Linked DNA regions of Mus musculus: region 2 is linked to region 1. A link is a contact called in public HiChIP or PLAC-seq data. All regions are on one chromosome and are shown on one strand. Each heading gives the region's core, a stretch centred on a gene start, on an enhancer-like site or on the middle of the called end of the contact. The rest is flanking DNA. Distances are from core to core; before and after follow the strand shown.

What was found. HiChIP or PLAC-seq counts read pairs in DNA pulled down with a chosen protein or histone mark.
Region 2: a contact with region 1 is called in an H3K27ac HiChIP or PLAC-seq map of thymic regulatory T cells, with 2.6 times the contacts expected there. The contact joins the enhancer-like site here to the promoter of Mturn in region 1. A contact is called at or near these places in 2 of 484 Hi-C or Micro-C datasets (CD4 T cells and CD8 T cells), 4 of 115 datasets of contacts at active chromatin or transcription factors (double positive thymocytes, embryonic stem cells and thymic regulatory T cells) and 3 of 9 other capture datasets (adipose tissue, liver and pancreatic islet).

What each region holds. Positions count from the first base shown.
Region 1 is chr6:54,680,108-54,683,950 of GRCm38.p6, forward strand. Mturn (maturin, neural progenitor differentiation regulator homolog (Xenopus)) reads left to right here and starts at 1,517. Exons shown (of 3, transcript NM_001289740.1): 1 at 1,517-1,824. The coding sequence starts at 1,663.
Region 2 is chr6:54,758,379-54,762,102 of GRCm38.p6, forward strand. No RefSeq gene overlaps it. Among named protein-coding and RNA genes, the nearest start is that of Znrf2, 57 kb to the right of the region's middle. Within about 2 kb of position 1,618, at least 157 of the 459 cell types and tissues checked have an H3K27ac peak or open chromatin away from gene starts, as enhancers often do. A contact at or near this core is called in CD8 T cells, adipose tissue, double positive thymocytes and 3 more, where this site is marked.

The DNA.
Region 1 (3,843 bases), core at 267-2,766:
CAGCCATCCAAAATTTAACATTCATGCTTGGTTTAACAGAATGTCAAGCTAATCAATACTGCTTCACACATCGGACACCAATGAGTACTGCTATAAGCCTAGGCATATAATCAAATTTCCTACATTTAAAAAACCCAGGGCTAGAGAGATGGCTCATTAGTTAAGGCATCTAGCTGTTCTCCCTAAGAACCTAGATTTGATGATACACACATGGTGGCTCACAAAGGCCTGTAACTCCAGTCCCAGGCTATCCAATACCCTCTTCTGGTCTCTGGACACCAGACACATACATGGTACACACCAATACATTTATGCAAAAACACTCATACAGATAAAAATGAGTAAATTGTAGAAAAACCCACTGGATTTCTATTCCTTTCACACACACACACACACACACACACACACACACACACACACACACACACTTTCTCAAACCCTAACTATAAGGTCATGAATATATACCCATTTTCACAGATGTGGAAACTGGGGTTCCCAGGACATATCCCAGTCACACTGTCAAGTGGGTTCTCTTAGCCTCAGAAGTCAGGGAGTAGAGGAAGAATCACTCCCACAGTCTAAAGACAAATGCAAAGACAAGCAAATAAACGTAAGGAAATTCTGCCACAGAAATGATCAAAACAGATGACTGTGGAATAACGTCTTCTGCCTGTAATAACAGGTGCACTAGCTGGGCTCCCCTTGGCTAGACTGCCAGCTTACTGAGGCGTTTAGACCCCAGCTCATTCATGTTTACACCCCAGCTAGCAAGGCTCCTGGTTCAGAAGGCGCAGTTTAAAAATAACCACGAATAAATGTTTATAGAATGAATGCTATTTAATGTGTCCCTTCCGGAAGCCAAGTGTTCAGACGAGGACTCTTCTACTCCCTGTAAACCAGTGTGTCTGCTGGGCACGCAGCAGCCAGAGCATTCAACAGGTGTAGTCAACGGGCAGGCTCCTTGCTTTCCAAGCAGGGTTGGGGTGTGGCTCGGTGGTAACATGCCTGAAAAGCACGACTCTGGGTTCAATTTTCCAGCAACTCAAAATACAAAACAAAACCTCAAACCCAACAAACAAAACAACAGTTGGCCATTTTAAGTCATATAATATAAATTCAAGCCAAATCAGTGAAGGTATTTGTAAGAAGCACGCAGCTTGATGTGCGTGTACACTTCCTTCCAAATCAGTCTAGAAAACACACTCTGGGTTCCTGGGAGGACCGAATTTTGGCTTCTGTAGAAAGCAAAGCTGTTTCCCCGGGTGCTCGCAGCACCTCTACAATCAGCCCTGGCAAGGACCAAGCAATCTGTACTTCTGGGTGCGTCCCTCGCGTTTATAGCGGATTCCAGAGAAAGCCTTCCAAACTGGCTCCAAACCAGGGGTCCGGAGCCAGCCCCGCCCCACCCCGCCGCCACCTGCAGAGACGGGCGCCCCGCCCACCCTGACGTCACCGGGCTCCGGGCGGCGCCGAGTAGGGCTCCGGGGATTGGCCAGAGTTCGTGACGTCACGAGCCGGGGCGGCCCCGGACTGGCGGGGCCCCGGGGTGCTTGGGTTCCTTTCAAGGCGGGCGGTGGGGGTGGGGGCGGGGCGGAGGCGGAGCGGGCGGTGTAAACAGACCCGGGAGCCGTGAGCCCCGGAGGAGGCGCGGGCGGCGCCGCCATGGACTTCCAGCAGCTGGCAGATGTCGCGGAGAAGTGGTGTTCCAGCACGCCCTTTGAGCTCATCGCCGCCGAGGAGACGGAGCGCAGGATGGACTTCTACGCCGACCCGGGCGTCTCCTTCTACGTACTGTGTCCGGACAACGGCTGCGGCGACAGCTTTGTGAGTGCACGGGACGGGCGCGCTCCGCTTTGCCCAAGCTCCTCCAGGGGGGCCGGGTGGGGCGGATAGCGGTGGCAGGGTGCCAGGGTGCCAGGGAGCGGAGGTGTGGCAACCTACCGGACCATCGCGCACCGGGCGCGTGGCTAAGAGCATCCCATGGGAGCCTCTATGGGGCACCCACCGGGCGGGGCTCATAGTCCCTGCGGCAGGATCCGAGGTCGGGTCCCCGAGAGGTGTCAGTCCCCCTCGGGGTCTCAGACACAACTCTGCAGCCGCTCCTCCCAACAGGGCCCCCTCTCCAGCCTGCGAGTCTCTCAAACGGACACAAAGCCTCTGTCCACACCCGCAGTGATAGATCTTTTGGACCCTCTTTGCGGAATTACGCCCTGGAGCTTAAAAATGCACGCGCGTGCACACGCGCGCGTTCGCGGGGGCACGCCTATCCCGGGTCTCCTGCTTCCCTAGCTCCTCAATGAGCTGCCAGCAAGTGTTTGTAGCCCATTCGGGTTCTAGCCTGCCATGAGGCTACTGTGTCCTCGCCGAGGCCTTTCGGCTTTTCCAGAGGAAAACCCCACACACCCAGGTCCAGAGGGACCAGAACCAGGAACTACAGCGACCATACCTTTGGCCAGCATCCCTCCCACTAGGTATTCTGGTGCTGACAGTTTAGGAAGGAGATACTGAGAGCACGCGGTTGTGATGGGAGGTGTGTAGGCAGGGCAGGGATGGCGCTTCGTGGAGTGTTTGTAAGCACTGTAAATAATAGTCCCCAAATGTAAGATGGAGGCAGCTGGGGATGAGGGTAATCGTGTGGTCGATGGCCTGAGGCTGGAGGCGCTGCTGCAGCAGAGGAAGATGGGGTGGTGCATGGTGCATCGACCGCTTGGCTCATCAGGTGAAATGACAAAGCTGGACATATCCCCCCACCCCGCTGGGTCCGTACACCTCATCCATCCATGGGAAGTTCAACCTAGGATCCCTGAGACCCGGACAGGACAGGTGCACATCTGCCCAATAAAATATGATCCTGGTTTTGGGTGGCAGCTAGATTTAGGTTCTGTTCACTTGTCTTCCCTTGAGTTGCCTACCCACAAAATTAGCTTCCTAATACCAGTTCTCTGGCAATCTTTGAAGTAGACCTAGCAGTTTGATGCACAGCAAGTGTCCTGCAAATTTAAAGTTCAGAGACCTAGTGTTCCCCCCTATCTTTGTATAAACTCTTACCTGGAACTAAGAATGTAGCTTAGTTAGAACACTTGTGTAGTGTGTGTAAAATCTGTTAAGCATTGAAGGAATTTGAATTAAGTAGCATCTCTGCTATTTGGAAATTTTGTTAACAGTAAGACTATTATATAGCATCTTTCAGTTTACAAACTTTAAGATTGTTTAAATAGTTACAAACACTGATGAAGGCTTGGTCTCTCCTTGGTCAGAGGTATCTATCTGACGGATGGCACTGTGCCTCTAAGCACAGGTAGTTGGCTCTAAAGGAATATAGCAGTACTTAGCCCCTATTCTGTTCGGCCATCCCCAGGTGCACACTTCTGTCTGTGTTCTTGGGGACATCACTCTCTTCCAGGCTTAAACAACTATGTCCTCCTGTTACCTGACTTCAAGTGGCAGCCTGTTGTCACTGGATGCCAAGCAGGGCTGCTTGGGAGTACCCCTGGCTTGTGGTGCTCATATCTGGGAGCCTGTGTTAGTGTAATCGCTGTAAATGTCACTGCCGTCTGCAAGACAGATTCCAGCCCCAATTCTAAAAACCTCCTAACTCTCTCTCTCTTCCCCACTCGGTGTCCAGATCATCAGAGTTCCGCCAGCATCGTGAGGCAAGCATATGCAGGGCCCTGTTCCTCCGTGCCTGTGAGGGCACTTAGGGGTGATCCCTCACATGGCTTGTCTCTTCCTGTACCCAGGCAAGACCCCAGGATCTTGTCTTCTGGTGCTGGAGATCTGAATTCAGGTCTTCATGCTTGTATACAGCAAGCACTTGACCCACCGAGCCATCTGCTCAACCTT
Region 2 (3,724 bases), core at 368-2,867, 78 kb after region 1:
AATGCTGTCCTCCATTCACATAACCCACAGTTCCTCAGATAAACCAAGCATTTCCCCAGCCTCCTGGGTTTCTTCACAAGAGCAAAAACAGCAGACTCCAAAGCAACTCCCCTCCTTCACCAGGAGTTTCCCCTCCTTCACCATAGCGGTTTTATCTACACCAAGAATTCAGTTTTTGTCCCTTCCATGGGCTGAGTTGTGTCCTTTACAGAGATATGTGAAAGTCTTAACTTCACTTGCAAGTTAAGATAAGTCGATAAGTTAAGATTGTAGATAGATCGGCTAAGATGAAGTCATTTGGAAATAAGGTGAACCTCTAATGCAGTACTAGTATTCTTATTAAACAAACAAACAAACAATAACGACTAAAACATGACAAGACAGAAAGGTCAAAGGCTACAAGCCCAGACCTACTTGGACCTGCTAGACACATCAGAAGCAAGGGGACACAGTGCAAAATGTTCCCACCCAGAGTTTTCATCAAAAACTATGTTGGTATTCTGTCTGGAATGCACCCCCACAGTTATTTGGAAGCAGCCAGGTAGGCCTGGCCCACTATAAAAGGGGCTGCTTGGCCCCTCTTCCCTCTCCTGCCTCTCTATTCTCTCCCTTTCTCCTTGTTCCCCCTCTCTCTCCATTGCCTTCCCCCCCGCCCCCCCCCACACACATGTTCATGGCCAGCCTCTACTTCCCTACTCTCTCCTGCTCTCTGCCTTTCTCTGCCTCTACTACCCTCTTAACTCCCCTCCCCATGCCCTGAATAAACTCTATTTTATACTATACCGTCTTGTGGCTGGTCTCTCAGAGAGAGAGATGCTTTGGCATAGGCCCGCCAAGCCCCTTTCCCCTACACCCGCATAGAACGTATATTATACCCTTTCTCTTTTTGTGATCATAACAAACTAGACTCGCGTCCTCCAACCCCCAGCCTCTAGAAACTCGAGGGAATAGGGTTTTGCCGCTTTGAACCACTCGGCTTATGTTAACTTCTTAGGACAGACTTTTGCAACTGCACTCACTTTGAACAGAGCTGGACCCTAGACAAGAATGAACTATTTGTGACTATGGCTAAAAGAAGTAGCGACTGGGCTGACCAAGAGATGGTTCTGGTTCTGGAACTGCCTGTTCCCTGCAGACATGACTGATGGGTTGTGGTTCTCTTCCCACAGGACCAGGCTTGCAGAACTTCTCAACATCTGTTGTTTCAGGCTGTTGACAAACGCCTGAGACTCCAGTCCCCTTCTATCCATGAATTAACACTTTCTCTCGGTGTTCAATAGCTACCAGGTAGAGTAAACCATTAGAAAATTTACGTGGCAAGAGAAAGAAGTATTCATCAGGAGTGGGAGACGGTTGCTAGGCAAGGGGAAGGTCAAAATGACCTGGGAAAGTATGGTGAGCGCAGGGGAAAACAACATCATGAATAACTAGCCGAAATCTTTGCTCCTGTTGGTTCAGTTAAAAACAAAACTGGTTTTACTTTTAAGGGGAAAAGAAGAGACCTCTGATCTTCAAAGTGTCTGCAGACACAAAGAGTTGGTGCCATGTGCACAGTTAAGGTTGTGTTTTAATTTGCAGCAGGATCCTCCGGGGTGTGTAAAGCCTGTGTTTACTGCAAGCCTGTCAGGCACCTGGTGGGAGTGACTGAGTCAGCTGTTCTCCTGGGTCTGCCTTTCCTATCACTGTTGCTCCACTGACACCAATCTCAAATGAACTTTAAACAAAGAGTCTCCACACTACACCCACTTAGCTTGCCGGCACGTGGCGTCTCCGTTGTCACGTTGCTGTCTGTCCTCAGGTCTTTGGAGTGAGCCGAATCCGACTTTTATCAGCCCTTCTGTCTCCGTGTCTGTCATCTTTGCACCATTCACACTGACTTTTTGTGTTTGCTGCTTTGCCCCTCCTCCCACCTCCTGTCACTTCCTAGCCTCTGTTATTTACATTACATTAACTATGCTAATTAAACAGATGAAACACTTCCTTATTCAGCTTTGACTTCGCAGTTCCTGAAGCTGAGAACTGGCTTTGTTTCCTACAGGTTCTTCTAACACCCAGTTTTGCTGCTGTGGCAGAAAGCAGGAGCACTCCAGATGGAAGCCGCCCCCACCCCCATTCCCCACCCCCACCCCCACCCCCCTTCACTCCAGTCCTCTTACTCTCTTTACCTCCTTTCCCCTTTGAAGATAAAAACACTAAGTGACATTTACTATTTCAAACCATCTTTAAAGGTATCATTCCGGGCCATTAGGCATATTTACAGTGTAACTATTAACATTATCTGTTTCCAGAAATCTTTCATCATCCCAAATAGAAACTCTTGGTTGGCTCCAACACCACATTCTGGCTCCTCTTCGCTGCCTCCTTTGCCCTCTTCCACCACATGTTGCTGCTTTGGCTTGATGTGGTCTGTCCTGACTCAAGCCTCCATTCTAACACAACAGACCTGGCCTCCAGGTTCTCCCAGCATCCCTCAGTCCCTACCTGGCATACCCTGTTCCCAGTCTTGAACTTTCCAGCCTAGGGGTGGGCTGCCCTTCACCCACAGGCTCCTCCCTATATATTCCAGACATTTTGGCCTTCCTCTCCTCCTCTTCCTCTCTCTTCTCTCCTCTCTCTGTTCACAGCCTTTCTCTCTTTCTCATCCCTCTCCTCGCCCCTCTCCCCATGGTGACACCCCTGACCTCAATCCTTGGAGCCAGTGAACTTGCCTGGGAGCAGCTTCCCAACAAACCTGCCTTTAATATAGTCTAATCTGGTTTGAATTGGCTCATTTCACCAGCTTCGGAGAAATTACCTATCCGAAGTGTGCTTCTCTATGGTGTTTTCACACAGCTGTGTGATTACACTTTATTCTTTCCCCTTCCCCACACCCCTTCTCCATGCCAGACCTTACTGGCCCCTCCCTTCTGCTGCTCTGTCACAGGTAATGATCATTTTAAATGGCAATGACCTGAATAAACAGTGCTGCCAGAGACCCAACTATATGTTACACATAAGAATGGAGAAAGATAAAGCATGTTAACAATAATCAAACTTCGAGAATTTCCAACAAGCTGCCTATGGTGACATATGCCTGTACTTGGAAGGCCCAGGGAGGACAATTACTAATTAGAATCTAGGCTGGGCTAGTTTCAGGTGAGCCTGGGCCAGAGCCTGCCTCAAAACAGTCTTCATGCAACTAAAATGGCATATTAGACCCTGCATCTGAGTAAGCGGATTACAAAAATAAGTAAAGGGATTGGTTTGAAAATAACAATATAAATCTCCTTCTTCTAAGAGAAAGGCAGAAATAATCAGAGGTGGGAATTTCTCTTCAGAAGAGGTGGGCCACTGGAGTCCCCAGTTGAGATACAGAGGCCAGGTGACCAACATAAATGGTAGGTGCCAGCACAATGCTCCCATAGGCAGTGCTGTGAAGAGAGATCTGGGTTGTGGGAAAGCCACCAAGGACTGGACAGGCATGCACGGATTGCAAACTGGAGCAGGGTAGGTGCCAGAGTGAAGTCGCAGAAATGTGGCCAGAAAACCTAAAGCCCAGACCTGGAGCTATTTGCCATAGCCCAAACCAGTGCCAGGAGGATGCTGTGGAATCCAGTGTAGGGGCCTGAAGGCCACAGGGATGCTCAGATGGGCAAGCCTTGCGTGTCTCCCCAGAGTCTCCATCACAGAGAGGCTTGAGTGTCAGCAAAATGGCAGAGGCGAGACTGTAACTTGCTGGCAGGCG